Linked DNA regions of Ovis aries: regions 1 and 2 are each linked to region 3. Evidence: chromatin contacts called from public Hi-C data. All regions are on one chromosome and are shown on one strand. Each heading gives the region's core, a stretch centred on a gene start, on an enhancer-like site or on the middle of the called end of the contact. The rest is flanking DNA. Distances are from core to core; before and after follow the strand shown.

Region 1 (2,700 bases), core at 46-2,545, 370 kb before region 3:
TGACCCACCTGTCTTGGGTGGCCCCACAGGGCATGGCTTAGTTTAATTGAGTTAGACAAGACTGTGGTCTGTGTGATTAGATTGACTAGTATTCTGTGATTATGGTTTGTGTGTCTGCCCTCTGATGCCTCTCGCAACACCTACAATCTTACTTGGGTTTCTTTTACCTTGGACGAGGGGTATCTCCTTACCACCGCCGTTCCTGACCTTCAACGTGGGATAGCTCCTCTAGGCCCTCCTGCGCCTGCGCAGCCACCACTCCTCGGGTTGTTCCTCCCGGCTGCTGGCCCTGGCCTCGGGCATGGTAGGCTCCTTCTAGCTGCCGGCCCCTGGCCTCAGGCTCGGGGTGGCTCCTCCCGGTCGCCACTGGCCTTGGACGCGGGGTGTCTCCTCCCGGCCGCCACTGGTCTCGGATGCGGGGTAGCTCCTCTCGGCCGCCACTGACCTTGGACGAGGGTTATCTCCTCACGGCCGGCCCTTTTGACCTTGAATGTGGAGTAGCTCCTCTTGGCCCTCCTGCACCACGCAGACACTGTTCCTTGGACATGGGGTAGCTCCTCCTGGCCGCCGCCCCTAACTTCGGGTGAGGGGTAGCTCCTCTCAGCCATGCTTCTGCCGTGCAGTCGGTGGCAGCTGGCATTTGTATAGAGAAGGGGAAAAAATATAACACTAGTTTGTTTCCTCCTGCTGCTTAAGAGAGAGATAAAAAAAAGGTCTGAGATTTGCAGCCTATTTCCTCCCCTTTGGAGACCCCTGGCTTTCCTGCCTGTTGCCCTCTCACTGGAGTCTCAAGACTAGGGGGCTGAGTTGAGCCGGAGCCAGCCCCTTGCCCAAGGAGCACCGTCACCCTCTCTGGGGACACGGACAGCTCACTCTGGCTGGAGACAAAGTCCAGGCAAGGCTGGTGGAAGGCTGCCCTCTGCCCCAGAGCCTGGCGATTTTCCAACAGCTCTCCCGCCTTTCGCGGGGCTGGAAGGCAGCCTTCCTGGTGGGCTGGGGAGGAGGGCTAGGATAGGGATGGGCTGATAGAGTGTCAGCCTGAGGCAGGGTGGCGGGGGAGTGGGTGGCGTTCATCCCTGCTCCATCGTCATCCCAGGCAAGTCACCAAGGGGACCATCTCCAGATGCCCAGAACCAAAGCGGAGAGAAACTCTGTTTGGGGGCAATGTGTGCTGCAGGTCTGCTTCCCCCTAGAAGCAGTTGTAGGGACGGAGGAAACAGACAGAACAGTCTCCATCTTGAAAGCAGGACTCCGTCTTGGGCCGGACTGTGGACTTTGAGCTATTTGCCCAGTATCTATGGAAACGATTACCAATAGGAAAACCAGACCCCCCCTCCCCCGCCAGAAGGAAGAGCTCCAGGGCTTGTACCTAGACACTCCATTGCCTAAAAGAATATCCTAATTGTGTAACCGAATAGACTCATACATTCTATTATGCTTATTGGGGTATGACCACAGGCCTATTGATAATTGTCCACTGTTAACTACCTAGGCTTAAGGCATATGAATCATGGGTTAAATTTGTATCTTTCTTTTCCTTTGTTCAGACTAGTTTCAGGGAATTTGGTGAGGCAGGTTTGTGCACACATACTTAGGGTATATAAGGTTTTCACAAAAACAGGTCGGGGTCCTTGGCTAAGAGGAGACTCTGCCTTGGGCCCGCCGGTGTAATGAACTGCACTCCACTATCTGCATTGTCCTTCTGAGGGAGTTTGTTTCCCGGAACGTGTGGCTACAACAGTGGAGCATAGAAACCGTCTAGTTTTCTGTGTCTCTTCCCCCTGCATTCCTTGCAGACTATTCAATGCCTTCCCCTGGGGTTTCATTTTCCCTCGCCCTCCCTGTTGTCTGAAATGGCCCAGAGCTACTTAAGCTGTAGCCTGAGGTCATCTCTGAAAGAATAAGACCCTCTCTGCACACTTACAGTGGAGATACGACCTCACAGCACGGGGGTGCTGGCCGGGCTGAGCCCCACCAGGAGGCCCTGAGGTCTGGTGTTTGGAGAGGTCGCCACAGGCAAGCTTGGGTGCCTTGGGGCTCCCTTGGGGGTCAGCTCCCCCGAGGGAGGGCTGGGGGGAGGTGGGGGGGGGTGCTACAGAGATGGCCGCTGGGCTAGCTAAGCTGGCCTGGTACGTCCTGTGTTCACAGTCAACCCAGAGGAGCATCCCACATCCGCACAATCAGTCTCCCCAGCCAGGGGTACCTCTGTCTGGAAACGCCACCGGAGAGGTCCCCAGGTCTTACTCTGAGGTCTGCAAATCAGTTGTGCATTGCATTCTCTACAAACTGAGGGTTACTGATGAGAGAGACGCCTGTGATCTCACGGTCTGGGCCCCAGGGCAAGTGCAGGGCTTGGGACGCAGGTGGCTGGTGGGCAGTGGCTGAACCAAGGCAGAGAGAGGAATGCCTCACTTGTTCTGGAAACTTCTTCAATCTGTGACAACCCTTAATGACGCCCAGAGAAGAAACCATCGTCCTCCTCAGAATTATGTTCTGCTATCTGTGAATGAGCAATGCTTCCTTTTTTGGGTGGATCGTGGCTCAATGGACAGAATATTTACCTTACCATGTCCCCAGGAGGGGGATAAATTTGTTCCGAGTCATTCCTGGCAGACGCATCCCTGTGCCTGCAGGAATATGTCCAAGGTGATCTTGAACTTCCAGCAACAGCTTTCATTGTTGACCTGTTTTCCCACTCGG
Region 2 (2,700 bases), core at 44-2,543, 360 kb before region 3:
CTGCCGGAAAACCCAAGGCCAATTTGGGGCTGTCATGGGCCATGACGGCCTCCAGTCAATGACTCCGGTTCCTGCCCCACCCCACCCCCACCCACGCATGGGGATTTGCCTGATTTCTGAGATCTACCTTAGGAACAGCCACCCGATCGTGCAGCTCTAGAATCTGACTTTCTGCAGCTCTAGAATCTGACTTTCGAGAATCTGCACACCAAACAGTGGCTTACAAGTTAGAATCCATGCTCTGCCCTGTGCTGCGTCCCCATGAGGCTCTCTCTTCATAAGTACGATTAAGCTGAAACCCCAGTCTGCCATCTGTGTCTCTTTCGAACTCCCTTGCAGGTTTCAGATGGAGCCCAGTTTTGTAGCAAGGATCGTGTTCACTCTTCACGTCAATGTGCAGGAGATTCAGCGGCAGCTTAATGTCAGAGACAAATTCCCCAGCCCTGGCTTGGGTGTGTGAAGAAAGTCTCCAGATGGTTCTTTGAGGTTTTTCACCCCAGTTACGTGGGGGGTGGGGGTGGGGGCGGACCCTGAGCGGTCAGCCACGGACACTGCCATCACAGGTGGAGATTGCTGGGTGTCACTGACGGCCCCGCTCCCAGGCATAATGACCGGCAGGCCCCAGTGCAAGAGAGCTGGCATTTCTGCTACTGATGGAAACCAGATGTGAAGGGGACCCGTGTAATCACAGGAAAGCTGGTTAATGGTGGAGTGGGGAGGGGAGGCCCTGACACTGAGTACAGGATTGGGGGAGGGCAGGCTCTGTCTTCCTCCTGTCTTTGAATGACGTCTCTTTCATCAGCGCTTTGAAATGCTGACACTGGCCTGCAGCCGCTTGTTCAAGGAATCACACTGGCAATTTTTGCATGTTTGACACTTTCTTACTCGGAAGAAGGGGACAGGCTGGCAGAATCAGAGGATGCTTTTGCTTTAGGAATGAGGGTTTCGGGACTTTGTGACACAGGTCCTGTGTCGACCTGAATGCCATCGGGGACACGTCTTTCCAGCCCACAGGGTGTCCAGCCCGCAGGCAGGCAGGCCCTGGCCCCTCGGGCAAGAAGGGGAAACTGCACGCTCACGGTTCTTGCTTCAGTTGGAAGCTGGTAAGGCTTGTCCGAGTCGCCACAAAGTTCACTTCCACTTCTGGCCCGCCTGTTTCTCTCACTTCCCCAATATCTTGTTAAAACCGCAGGAAAAAGAACACATTGCTCCTTGCCTAAGGTCATCTTTGGAAGAAGCACATTTGACTTTTAGAGGCATCAGACTTCCTGGCCTCGATGGAGAAACACAATTACTCGGTGAACTTTTGAGCTGAATGATCCCGGCAGAGGGACAGTACACAGGAGCCTAAAGAGGCAGAAAGGCCATGGGGAGGGGAGCGGGGAGCAAGGCGGAAACCAGGGCGAGTCCAATTGCCTGAGTGTTTACCAAGACGGAGGCAGGTTAGGGCGCCAGGTCCTGCCACGTCTTACTGCTGCAGACACAGGACCAATTGACCCGCGATGGCAGATCTTCCTTCTTTTTTGGGGGGGCATGGTCATGCCAGGGGCCAAGTTCTGACCTGACTTTTAAGAACCTCCCTTTCACAGCCCAAGGCCTCTGCGGGGAGCAGGGGGGCAGCCTAAGCGTGCTCCGATACTCGGCAGGATCCCACTGCCCGTCTTGTGCAGCCCTTGTGGTCCACCTCGGTTTGCGGCCTCAGTTTCCGGGCCTCCATCGCGTCACTCGTCCCTCCACGGCTATGCTCATGCTCCACCTGCCTGGGCGTGTGGTGTGTTCTGGACACCCCTGATCTCTACAGCCGGCTGTCACAGTGTCCAGACACCCTCATGACCTTCCACACCCAGCAGTGCCACCCACGCACGTCGGCACCATCCAAAGGGCACTCCTCCTTAGGACTCTAGCTCAGTTCCCTAGCCACCGGAGCAAGCGTGGTCCACCCTCCTCCAAAAGAGTGCTTTCAAGCCATCCTTGATCTGGAGTCCAGGTGCTCCACAGTCGTCCAGGGACCAGCTCGGTTTTCACCTCAATTTAACCACTTGGTACTCTGTCCGAGGAAGTACAAACAACAGATGTTTAACACATGTCAGCTGGAGGAACACATGGCTTACGTGGTGGGATCATCTTCCAGATTTTCTAGGAACCAAAAGAGAGTTCATCATCAAGAAAGAGCTTGGGGAGGCTGTGTCCCCAAAGAAATGTCCAGGAGGTCTGGCTGTCATATCAGAAATGGCAAGTGACCCATAGCCTTTGGAAGAGATGATGATTTGTTTGAGAATTCTGAGTCTAAAGAAGCCTAAGATTTAAGCTTTCTGTCCATCCATCCATCCATCCATTTATCCACCCATCCACCCATCCATCCATCCATTTACCCATTCATCCATTTACCTATCCATCCACCCATCCATCCATCCATCCCTTTGTTCATGTATTTCTCTCCTTTCATTTTTCCCCAATACTGATAAGAATATGAAAACAGGGAGCAGTCTCTCACTATCTGAGGTGCTGTCTCCTGGGCTGTAGTCCTCATTTTGCCCCAAATAAAACTTAAGCTTGCAACTCTTAAAAAAAAAAAAAAAAGAATATGAAAACAAATCAGACAAGCCTCTAGGCTTGAGAAGCATCTAGATTTTCTTTTCTCAGATTTTTGTAGCTATGTGATTATTGTTAGGAGAATATTCAAAAAATCGCTTAAAAGTA
Region 3 (2,700 bases), core at 22-2,521:
TCCCAGAACAGACAGCCCTTGTGGGTTTGAAAATGAAACAGAAAACTAGGAAATGACACTGCAGAGGATCTTGTTCTCTTCTTTTACTGCAAAGTCTCTCTTGAACTTGAGTGTTTCTGGGTGAGGTGCATGATATTCTACTCAATTTGTTTCATGATTCAGCCTCATAAAACATGGTTCTTGCCCTGGAGGATGCTGGCTTTTTCCCATTCTTTTCATTATTCTTCCAACTGCACCATTTGAGCCACAGGGCTCTCTCTTTGTCCTTCCCTAAATTTTCAAGGAATGGAATGAAGTTCTTAGAACTATGACTCCAATTACAGATTATTTAGAATTTACAAAGGAATCCAAATGAACATCTCTAGATAGTTTATTTTATTCTTTAAAAGGGCATATGTTTTGTTTACTGAAAAGACTAGAAAATGCTGGGACATTTCATTTTGGAAGTCTCTTGGAAAAAATGTGCAGACTTAAGCTAAATGTACAGTCCTAGCTTTTAAGAGCACTTCCTTCCCCAAATTGAACTTTTTTGCCTATGTGCTCCAATTTTTTTTTTTTTTAGGTTTGTTTAAACAGAGACAAGAATCACCCATATTTAAACAGCGATCTGAAGAACAGATCTTGTTACCGTACTTACAAAAGGCAGTCATAATTTTGCAAGGTAACAAGACACGGCGGGGGGGTGGGGGGGGGGGGGAGGGGTTTGAGGAACAATCACTTTGAATTCATTTGCGTGTGAAAGGAGAACAAACTAACTTGACAAGTCCTCCTAGGACCTCTGAAAAGCGGAAATGAGGGTTAATGCTGAAATGCTGAATCCCAGTAAGACTCTCTAAGATTTGGTTTCGGATCCTCACTTTTATCTGCACAGCCTGGCTTAGGATGCATACCGGGCCGAAGCTGCTGGGTGCTCCCAGAGACCATACCAAGTGCCCTCTTCCTCTCACCGGAGGGCCTGGGGCTCCCGCCGCCGAGCGGCAGTGGTTTTCACACAATTGGTTTCTGTTCGCACAGCTACACCAGGTGCTGCGCGGGGTCCAGGCTATTCCGGCGCCTCCTCTTACCCAGTGGCCAGATCTCCCTTTGGGCTCCCCAACTCCTTTTAGGTCTTTTTCTTCGGCTTTATGCACAGCCATGTCTTCTGGGCACGCTTTCCAGACGCTTATCCCATTCACCCCGAAGCGATGTTTCCGACCGTCTCAAGTCCACTCTCTGACGGTCATGTTTGGAAAGCGCTTCCAGGCTCAGCGCTTCCAGGCCAATTGAGAAGCAGCGTTTGCCTCGAGCGTCACCACCTGGTGGAAATGGGAATGACCGCCGCTTGCTGCTGAGGTTCAAAATGGAAAATGACTGCGGTGGCATTTCTAGTTTCTGTATTCTAAATATGGGGAAAAACCAAGATCATGGCACCTGGTCCCATCACTTCATGGCAAGTAGAAGGGGAAAATGTAGAAGCAGTTACAGATTCACTGCTGACAATGATTACAGCCACGAAATTAAGACACTTGCTCCTTGGGAGGAAAGCTATGACGAACGCAGACGGCGTATTAAAAAGCAGAGCCATCACTTTGCCTACAAAGGTTCGCGTAGTCAAAGCTATGGCTTTTCCAGGGGTCATGTATGGATATGAGAATTGCATCATAAAGAAGGCTGAGCACCAAAGAATTTGCTTTCAAACTGTGGTGCTAGAGAAGACTCTTGAGAGTCCCTTGGACTGCAAGAGTGCATCAGTTCATCCTAAAGGAAATCAACCCTGAATATTCATCGGAACGACTGATGCTGAAGCTGAAGCTCCAATCCTTTGGCCACTTGATGTGAAGAGCCAACTTTTTGGAAAAATGCTCTGATGCTGGGAAAGATTGAGGGCAGGAGGAGAAGGGGACGACAGAGGATGAGACGGCTGGATGGCATCATTGATCCAATGGACATGAATTTGAGCAAGCTTCAGGAGATAATGAAGGATAGGGAAGCCTGACATGCTGCAGTCCATGGGGTCACAAAAAGTTAGACACGACTGAGTAACTGAACAACAACAAATTTATAAGATATTAAGAGTGCAAGTTAAGAAATGATTTACTGGAGAATTCTCTGGCGGTTCAGTGGTTAAAAGTACAGCCCTCCATTGCAGAGGGCACAGGGCTGATTGCTAATATCTAAGATCCTGAATGCTGCATGGCATGGCCAAAAAAAGAAAGGAATGTTTTACTGATAGAAGCTTCTGACCAAAATGCATTTAAATACCTAAAAAGATGCATTAAACTTAGGGGTGTTCTCAACATTATCCTAATTGGCATTGCCAGGTAACATAATAGATATCCAGGCAGTTGGAGTGGGGACAGGCCTGCAGGAAGCTAGCTGGGCTCTCTCTCTGAGTGGGGGACTAGGACTGGATTAGACTCGGGGGGAGTTCTAAACCTGCCTCTGACAGCATCATTATGAAACCTGGGTAAATCATTTCACATCCGGGAGCTTTCTCCTTTGCTTAACAAATGTGTAAAGGGAATCAGCTAAGTGCTGGATACCAGATGGGGTAGTGTGTTGAGATAATAGGTGACAGGAGGTTGAGCTTATCTTGAGTTCACAGTCAAGGCTGACTTTTGAAAAATTACATGAAATTTCAAAATAAAAGTATAAGCAAATGTAAAAGGAAAATATCTAAAACACCTAAAAGAAGATGAGTTATAGAGGCCTCTTAAGCTC

Evidence for each region. Hi-C and Micro-C count contacts between places; a contact is called where the count stands out from the background.
Region 1: a Hi-C map of liver shows a contact between it and region 3, with 7 times the contacts expected there. The contact joins two enhancer-like sites. A contact is called at or near these places in 11 of 16 Hi-C or Micro-C datasets (blood, liver, mesenteric adipose tissue and 5 more).
Region 2: a contact with region 3 is called in a Hi-C map of liver, with 9 times the contacts expected there. The contact joins two enhancer-like sites. A contact is called at or near these places in 14 of 16 Hi-C or Micro-C datasets (blood, liver, mesenteric adipose tissue and 6 more).

Annotation. Positions count from the first base shown.
Region 1 is chr1:272,070,191-272,072,890 of ARS-UI_Ramb_v3.0, reverse strand. No RefSeq gene overlaps it. Among named protein-coding and RNA genes, the nearest start is that of ETS2, 290 kb to the right of the region's middle. Within about 2 kb of position 1,295, at least 1 of the 54 cell types and tissues checked has an H3K27ac peak or open chromatin away from gene starts, as enhancers often do. A contact at or near this core is called in liver, where this site is marked.
Region 2 is chr1:272,052,699-272,055,398 of ARS-UI_Ramb_v3.0, reverse strand. No RefSeq gene overlaps it. Among named protein-coding and RNA genes, the nearest start is that of ETS2, 270 kb to the right of the region's middle. Within about 2 kb of position 1,293, at least 12 of the 54 cell types and tissues checked have an H3K27ac peak or open chromatin away from gene starts, as enhancers often do. A contact at or near this core is called in liver and tail adipose tissue, where this site is marked.
Region 3 is chr1:271,695,517-271,698,216 of ARS-UI_Ramb_v3.0, reverse strand. No RefSeq gene overlaps it. Among named protein-coding and RNA genes, the nearest start is that of ERG, 85 kb to the right of the region's middle. Within about 2 kb of position 1,271, at least 20 of the 54 cell types and tissues checked have an H3K27ac peak or open chromatin away from gene starts, as enhancers often do. A contact at or near this core is called in liver and tail adipose tissue, where this site is marked.